3 separate regions of the Rattus norvegicus genome follow, and all the other regions are linked to region 3. Evidence: chromatin contacts called from public Hi-C data. All regions are on one chromosome and are shown on one strand. Each heading gives the region's core, a stretch centred on a gene start, on an enhancer-like site or on the middle of the called end of the contact. The rest is flanking DNA. Distances are from core to core; before and after follow the strand shown. Region 1 overlaps Tcf4 (transcription factor 4). Region 2 overlaps Tcf4 (transcription factor 4). Region 3 has its middle 150 kb from the start of Tcf4.

Evidence for each region. A called contact is a pair of places that touch in the nucleus more often than the background predicts.
Region 1: a Hi-C map of mammary epithelial cells shows a contact between it and region 3, with 2.2 times the contacts expected there. The contact joins two enhancer-like sites. A contact is called at or near these places in 5 of 12 Hi-C or Micro-C datasets (the A7r5 cell line, the Rat2 cell line, Schwann cells and 2 more).
Region 2: a Hi-C map of frontal cortex shows a contact between it and region 3, with 5 times the contacts expected there. The contact joins two enhancer-like sites. A contact is called at or near these places in 3 of 12 Hi-C or Micro-C datasets (Schwann cells, frontal cortex and psoas muscle) and 1 of 1 datasets of contacts at active chromatin or transcription factors (oligodendrocytes).

What each region holds. Positions count from the first base shown.
Region 1 is chr18:65,539,913-65,542,612 of GRCr8, reverse strand. All of the region lies in intron 14 of Tcf4 (transcription factor 4), which reads right to left. Among named protein-coding and RNA genes, the nearest start is that of Ccdc68, 280 kb to the left of the region's middle. Within about 2 kb of position 1,327, at least 27 of the 93 cell types and tissues checked have an H3K27ac peak or open chromatin away from gene starts, as enhancers often do.
Region 2 is chr18:65,449,494-65,452,193 of GRCr8, reverse strand. The region is part of intron 7 of Tcf4 (transcription factor 4); the gene reads right to left. Among named protein-coding and RNA genes, the nearest start is that of Tcf4, 230 kb to the right of the region's middle. Within about 2 kb of position 1,448, at least 52 of the 93 cell types and tissues checked have an H3K27ac peak or open chromatin away from gene starts, as enhancers often do.
Region 3 is chr18:65,068,441-65,071,140 of GRCr8, reverse strand. No RefSeq gene overlaps it. Among named protein-coding and RNA genes, the nearest start is that of Tcf4, 150 kb to the left of the region's middle. Within about 2 kb of position 1,425, at least 38 of the 93 cell types and tissues checked have an H3K27ac peak or open chromatin away from gene starts, as enhancers often do.

The DNA.
Region 1 (2,700 bases), core at 78-2,577, 470 kb before region 3:
CTCTCTCTCTCTCTCTCTCTCTCTCTCTGTGTGTGTGTGTGTGTGTGTAATTCTGTGTCTTTCTGCCTCTCTGTACATGAAGCAAACAGCTCAAGGCTCTGTGTTAACATGTGTTTTCATATTGTCAGACTACATACCTCTGACAGAAAGCAGATTTTTCGAGCAGACCATTCTAAAGCTCAACAACTCTGCTACAAAGCACATACGCAGGGCACTGCGGACACACATGGCACCTCGCTGTACGCGAGCATTATTGGCTCAAATGATTCCCTCTTATTTAACTGCAACGGAGGCTTTCATCTCCCGCCATACAGTAATGGCTTCCATATGACCAGTGGCTGCTATAAATAAGATCAAAAGCCAAAGAAAGGATTTAATAAAAGAAAATGACATTAGGAGTAGCATTAAATCAAGGAAAAATGCCAATATCCATTTTTTTTTAATTCTTTCTTGGGGGGTGGGGTGGGGCGAAAAGACTCACAATGCACTAAGTGCCTTGTTCAATATTTCACGGAGCGTCGCTGCAAAGAGCAGGTGTGTGGAAGGTCTATCCGTGCATGTCTGACCATGGCAAAGGTTTAGTGGAGGATGGTGAAGGGTAGGGGCCATTTACAGTGGCTATGGAGAAGCAGGGACGGACGCAATAGCTAGTTGGATGCTGTGAAGTCTATGGTGGACCGTATCCAGCAAAGGCCTTCGCTTCTCTCTGCCCCTTTCTGCCCTAGTTAATGGGGACAAACTTTTTGGTAATCTCAGAGAATCACAACATTGCTCAACTTGAGTACATGTGTTCTGAGAAAGGAAGTTTTTTTTGGCAAGGCAGAACTGTTACATGGAGCCAACTTCCCAAACAGATTTTCTTCCATTTTTTTTTTTAAAAGAGTTTACAATGTTAATCTCAATTCCGACTGGATAAACAGCTGTTAATAACTGCCTGCCCCCAGAGGAAGAGGAGGCTTATTCCCCTTCGTCCTCAGAAGGGGTACCTGCCCTGCCCTGCTCTGATCTCTAGTGCTTCCTCATGTTTCTCTTTTGCTTTTTTGTCAAAATTGCTTCAATGAGGATTTTGCCAAGCAGGCTTCATTCCTCCCTTTCTCCTTTGATAGCCTTAAAGAAAAGAGAAAAACAAAACCAAAAAACCCCTGAAACAAAAAACAAACAAACAAAAAACCTGCCCCAGACCCAGGCAGTTGGGCTGTGACTTATGTAAAATGGTTATTTCACGACTGCTATGTTTAAAGAGGAAACTCAAGCACTGAAAACCTCGGAGGAGTCGTAGAACCTCAGACCCTTGGATCTGTAGCCCTGGAGAGGAAATGACCATTTTGGATTCCTTCACACTGAGCTAACTACTCTCTTAAGGGCTAGCTGTGTTCAAGGACACTCTGTTTCTAACGGTATTGCTAATGCGATTACTTACTCCAACCCGCTGGTGTCCTAAACACGGGAGCAAACTTCGCCACTTTTTCCTCTAAGAGGAAGTCCCCTGCAGCCGATTCCTGAGCCAGCCAGCCCCTGGCAGCTTTCTTACTTGTCCATGAGCACCTGCTTTCGCAGTGACCTCAGTTCTATATCTCAAGATTCAGACAGTTCTCAAAACAGCTTTTAAAACAAAAAGCAGCTGTTTCCCATCTAGTCTACAGGGGGAAAATTGGGCAGCTTACAGAAATGTTACCCAGAGACTACCACTCTCCAATAACTTTCACACACACACACACACACACACACACACACACACACACACACACGCAGCTCTACTGCAGAGGGGCACTTGTGCAGAAGCTGGGGAAGAGGCGTATGTGAAATGAAAATGTGCAAACTCAGTTCTGTGGCTTTTCACAATATGTCCAATTAGCCGCTTTCAAGGGCATATGGCTATGGTACGACAGCGCTTCCCCTTACTAATATCGGACAGATCTTTTGGCTGCACTCAGCTTTATGGCTCTCAGATGATTTATGGACGGAGTGGAAGCCATAATTAAGCACAACTGTGAATGTCAACCAATTAGATCTGACAGAAAATGTAGCTTCCCGTCTTTCAGTTTTTAGCCCCAAAGCTGAAGTTTTCCTAAACCCTCTTCTTGCTGTGAACCTGGGTTTTGTTTTGTTTTTTGTTTTTTGTTTTTTTTTGGTTTTGTTTCGTTTGTTTGAAACACATGTTTTTTAATCGGCTAAAATACTTGATTTGAAAAATTTACAGCCACAATAAAAGTTAAACTAACACAACAGCCAGGGAATTTGAAGAAATATAAAATGGCCAAGGCCTCAGTTTGGCTTTTAAACGGTGCCAAGCTATACCAGTATTTTCTGTTTTGGTATGAATGACATAACCATATTACTTCATGAACTGCTACTTTAATTCCCAAGGGTGGAAAATTCCATGAGTTAATTTAATCTGGATGTAAAAAAATATATACACACACACGAAAACTCACTCTTCCTGTGGACTCTCATATTCGATGCTCGAACCGATTGCTAACACTGCTGCCCTGTGGGGGAGCAGCTTGGGAGTGGCCTGGGCTACCAGCTGCAAGGCCAGACCCTCAGGGGATTTCCTTGCTGCTCTGCGCATAGAAGCACCTTTCTTTCTTTTGAATTTTTTTGAAACCATGTTTATGCTCTGGCTTCTCCATCATGTCTCTCTGTAACTGCTAGAATCCTGCGTGGACTTTTGCCTGCGTTTAGTCTTCTCCTAGTCTG
Region 2 (2,700 bases), core at 199-2,698, 380 kb before region 3:
TAATCTGCAACTAATTAATATGCAAATTTATTCATATGTTAGTTACTAAATTAAAAATGCAAAGAAGCCCTTATGGTGATTCTCGAAATTTTGCACAAACAGAACATTTAAAATGTAAGAAAAATGGAGGATTTTTTGAAGCCTACACCACACTTTTGGTGTCTCTAGAACCTGTTGCATTAAGAACGCTAAAAAAAAAAAATAGTGTTTAAATACTAGATAATAATTTAAAAGGTGTGCTAATTTCATGTGAGAATGTGGGAACAGAAAGGTTAATCAGAATTCTCTCGAACTCTTAAGAGATGCTCTCTAATTATCAGACAAATGGTATTCTATCTCTAAGCCTCGTTCCCTGCTCCTGGGGTTGTAGGAGTTGGTCATCTTTCCTGATATCGTGTGTAAATGTTTGGAAGTTTTGAGAGGAATAAACAGTATTTGAAAGCAACCATCTATATTGAGAATTCCAGAGTAACACTGAGTAACATTTGGTGTTCACTAAACATGCAATTCCCGCCTCAAGATGGCAACTCGCTCTTTTAGTCTTTGGGGAGCAGCTCTCTGCAAACAGAGATATACCAGGAAAAATTTGAAAAGGTTAGGGATTCTCTAGGACACTTTCCCCCGAATCTTCCAAGTCATAGTGTGGCTAACGGAAGAGCAATGGCAGGAGGTCATTTTAGCTGAATCAATCTGACACTTTTAACTCTGCATTCCCTGGATTTGAATCTTTTATGTGGAAGGAGGGATGTGGACTGGTGATAATTTAAAAACGCCTTTGGGTGTCTGTGTGCGTGGGTGCGTCCACTGAAGTGCACGGTATTCTGTTTTGGTACGCGCCTGCCTTCTGGAGGATTGAACTTCCCTGGGACTGTCTACTGATGAGCAGTAAGACTGACTTTATGTGGACCAACTCTCCTCTGATCACCTCTGCATCTAAAGAGTGCCTCTGACAGCCATGGGCTGGCCTCCTGAAACTGGCTGCTCAAACATCTGTACTGGCCTCAAGAAATCAACACAAGTTAACAGTACGGGGAAAACACAATAACAGCTTCTACCGCTCTTCCCAGGGCACTGAACTCTCACCCACGCTTAAAAAAAAAAAAAAAATCGCCATCGGTCTCATCTCTGCCAAGTGACACACAAAAAGGAAGTTAACCATTGGCTGTTACTTGCATTCACAGTCTGACTCCCATTTCCCAGCTTCCCTTAGCCCATGCGGATGCCAAGCGGACTGCAGCCTGCCCATTTCATTTCGACCACGGCAGCCAAAAAAAGCACCACCCCGCCGCGCGACGACAAGCCGTCTGTTTTGATATTAGTACCTCAGTATGTACTGTAAGGGAGTCAGATGTCCCCAAACTACATGCCCTCCCCGGAGGGACTCTGTCCTAGCCCTCCTTGGCCAGAGAAATGGAGTGCATGCCACAGACCCTTAGCTGTGAAAACACAGGGAACAGAGAGGCACCATTTGCGGTGCACGGGCAGAAAGGGCCACGAGTCTCTCTTCTGCTGGGGACAGGATTCGTGCCCTCTGCTCAACATGCGCGGCCAGGTAGAAATAGGAATTCAGATTCTAGTCCGTCCCTGCAGGGCCAGCGAGCATGGTGAAAGTGAGTTATATAAGGAACCTTTTTCTTCCATAATTTAACTGCAATAAAGGCTAGCCAGTGAACATCAGGCTTTCTTTTTCTTCCGGGAAAAGCACGCAGGGTGGGGTGGGGGGATATTTGGGTTCAGAGAGGAAAGGGCTTTTTGTTTGTTTTTTTGTTTTTTTGTTTGTTTGTTTCTTCGCTACTTGTGAAGGGAGTGGGAGCAAGACAGTAGCAGATTCTTCCCTTCCCAGTGCATACGGGTTTCTCTGCACTAAATGTGCAGCTTCATAAAACAGCAGTGCCTCGGTTCTTCTCTTGAGCCCTTTGCAGCACTAAGGCTCTCTTTTGGGAGTTCAGGAGCCTAAGGTGACACGGGTGTGTGTGTGTGTGTGTGTGTGTGTGTGTGTGTGTGTGTGTGTGTGTCTGTGTGTGTGTGTGTGTGTGTGTGTGTCTTCAGGTGACTCACTTTCTGTTGTGACCAAAACTGAACATAAAGCTTTTAAAAGCTTAAATGTACACATTTCTGCATTCATTACACAGTGTTAAATCTAATTTGTTCTTTTTACTGTCACAGGAAGCACATGTTTAAAGCAATCTGTTTCCTCATGTGAATGCTTTCCTGTCTGTTTTTTTTTTTTTTAAATTGCGACATACTTTACCCCGAGTAACCAAGAGGTGATCATAAATATCTCTAAATAGCATTAAACAGATATGAAAGACATTAACACTTTCGGAATGCCAAAGTAGTATTAAAAAAAAAAAATCCTAGCAGATGCTCCTGGGTCAGAAAGTGAAATGTGTGTTTCCTGAAAAAAAAAAAAAAAAAAAAAAAAACCAAAAAAAAAAAAAAAAAAACCCCACTCTCTCGTCAGAGTCATAAATGAACTGCGAGTGGTGGAGAAGTTTGGTGTTGCTGAACAAACGGGGATCATTTGGGGGAGCAATGCAAGCCCCCCACTGCCATGGAGGAAGCAAGCTCCATGGAAAGCCAAACTGCGGTGAAGTTTGGAGAAAACCAATATCCTCTGTAATCCACAAGGTGGCAATGACTCCAAGAGGGGGGGGAAGCTACCCCAGGAGCAAACACTCAATTGGCTGGAGAGCGGGG
Region 3 (2,700 bases), core at 176-2,675:
CTAATCCCCCAACTAAAAATCAAATTGTTCTTAACGTTTGAAAAAGTCCAAACTCCTTCTGTTTTCAATTTGGTTTCTTGGAGAATATTGGTGTGTGTGTGTCTGTCCTGTTCTAACTGGCCACTCTATCAGTTTCGACATAATCCCACAAAGTGATTAGGAGCTATTCAGTTTTCTCAAATTGTCACACTTATGCCCGACCACTAAATAGATGATATATATATATATATGTATATATATCTATATATATATATATATTTCTCTAAGCTTAAATACTACTCCCTTCCCAAGAGAATTGATTTCCCAGCTTCCCACTGCAATAACAGCAACAGCAATGACAACAGCAACAGCAAAGACAACAACAGGGAGGTTCCAGGAAGTGTCCCTTAATCAGCCCCAATGCTAGGCTACTCGTTATAGGCCCTCGGGCAATTTAACTGTGAGACACACGTTTTTCATCTGTAAACACCCAAGTTAAAAATATCATCCTACCTCTAGGGTTGGGGGGGGGGGAGAAGTAAATGAGATTACATAACTAAAACTTTATAACGTGAGTGGGGGCGGGGCTGGTCCCGGAAGTGCGCATCTTTGTTGCCCTCCTTTGGGTTTTCCGTAGTTCTTCATTTAAAGGTCTACGGGTTTTCTTTGTTTCCCGAATTCACCTTAGATTTCTCACCCCCAACTTTCCTAAGAAACCCCCGCTTTTCAATCCTGGTCTTGCAGTCTCCATTTCCACCTTGAGCTAAAATTCAAGACTTAGTAAGAAGGGGGGACAGCTGCTTTGGAGAGCAGCTTTTTAATCCGGGATGGTTTCTGGAGACCCCCGCTGTGACAGGGTGCTGAGGGGGCCACCTCCCCGAGTGAAAAACTAGGCCAAGTTTTAGGTGACGGAGTTGCTTCTGTCGAACATTACACAGGCAGCTCGGTAACAGATCTTTTTTACCCTATAGTATTTAATGGAAACACTTTGTCAGACTCGATAACAAGAAATTGTTCTTACTGGCTACCAGCAACCCCTCCCAAATCAGGAAGTTAAAAAATCCTGCATCTTGGGAAGAGGCGAGGAACCCAGTTCATTACCAACATTTTAAGGCTCTAAATTATGTGTTCAGAAAATGTCCCCTCCTTCCTGATCCCGTGATTGAAAGATTCCAGACGCCCCGCCAGGATACTTTCTTTGCAGTGGTTCTGGTCTCTGGCCAGGGGCCCCAGACACCTTGGGGCTGCATTGTCAGCCTTGTCGCACCCAGGACAGACTCCCTAAAAAAAGGCGCGAGTGCAGAAGGGCAGCCCCGGGTTGGGAGACGGGTTGGCCGCTCGGATTCCGAGCTGAGCTTTCGTTTCCCGTAGGTCAGAAGGCGCGGTGGGTGGGGGCACGGGTGATCATCACGCTGTCCCCAAGCCCTGCTGCGTCCCCCGCCCCCAGAGTCTCCACGAAATTTTGCCGCACTGATGTATGCGTCTCGGGTTTGTTAGGACCGTTAAGTCTCCGATGTTCAAACCCCGAAAAAAAAAAGTGTGGGCCAGACGGAGGGCTGGTGCGGGGATTCACCCATCCCGTGTCCCCCGCCAGCTCCTGTGTTCGGGCGGCCCTGCGCTTGGCTGTGTCTTCTCTGCAGAAGCCTGACTATCCGCGCTCTTCCGAGCATCCCTCCCGCTCGATCGCCTCGGCCACGGTGACTGTGCCCCCACGGGCCCTGAGCCCCCCGCGAGCCACTGTAGTGGACCCATTTGGAGCTCCCCGCTCCACCTGGCGCCCGCGGTCCCCCATCGCCCAACCCCCTGGTTCCCGGCCTTGGGTGCTGTCTCCGACCTCGCCCGGCCTCTTCCGCGCAGATCTAGTCACCGTGCGACACGGGGACTCTCGAGGCCGCGATCCCTGTGGGCCCAGCCAATCCAGCAGGGGAAAATCCACCCGGGAAGAGACACCCCCCCCAATCCCCGCGCTTCCCCGCACCCCCCAACACACACCCCATCATCTTATTTATTAGTAATTCCACCGGCTCCGCCGTGATTCATCTCTTAGGTTGTGATGGTTCAAAGTTTAGACTTGGGACCTAAAGGACGTCTTTTATAATCTTACAAGGAACGGTAGTTGGGGAAAGAGAAACCTGACACAGAACGGATTTTTAACCTAGTGAGAAAGACTTGATCTCTGTGACCAAGGTTTTTTCATTTTCCTCCCAGAATCTCAACGAATGATCCATAAATTAAAACTTAAAACAATTATAGTCCACTTGCCTCGAAGCATGGGGCTGCGGGCCAGCCCCGTGAAGCATGTTTGAGGGCTATCAGGAGATTGAAATTTAGGATTAGAACTCCACCTTTAAAGCCTTGCGCTGAGGGCTGTGTGTGTGTGTGTGGTGGGGGGTGAGGTATCAGAACAGGCTTCAGTCTTCTCTGACTCTCATCTTAGGACTCCTCACTTCAGAGAAACTGGCAGGAAGTCCGAGGTGTAGGGATTATGCAGCCCTTGTGCATGCTTGGTGCTACAATCCTGCTCACTGATGTAGGTAGATACAGTTAAGTCAGTTACAGGTTTTAAGTTTCTGCACCTTTCCTCGTGCTTTCAATCCTGGGCGAAGGGGGCCGGGGATGGGGGAACCGACAAATAATTCTTTTCCTTAAATAGAACAAAAGAGTCTATCCAAGGGATCAATGTGGAGATTGATAGACACTACCTCCCTCATGCCAGATCCC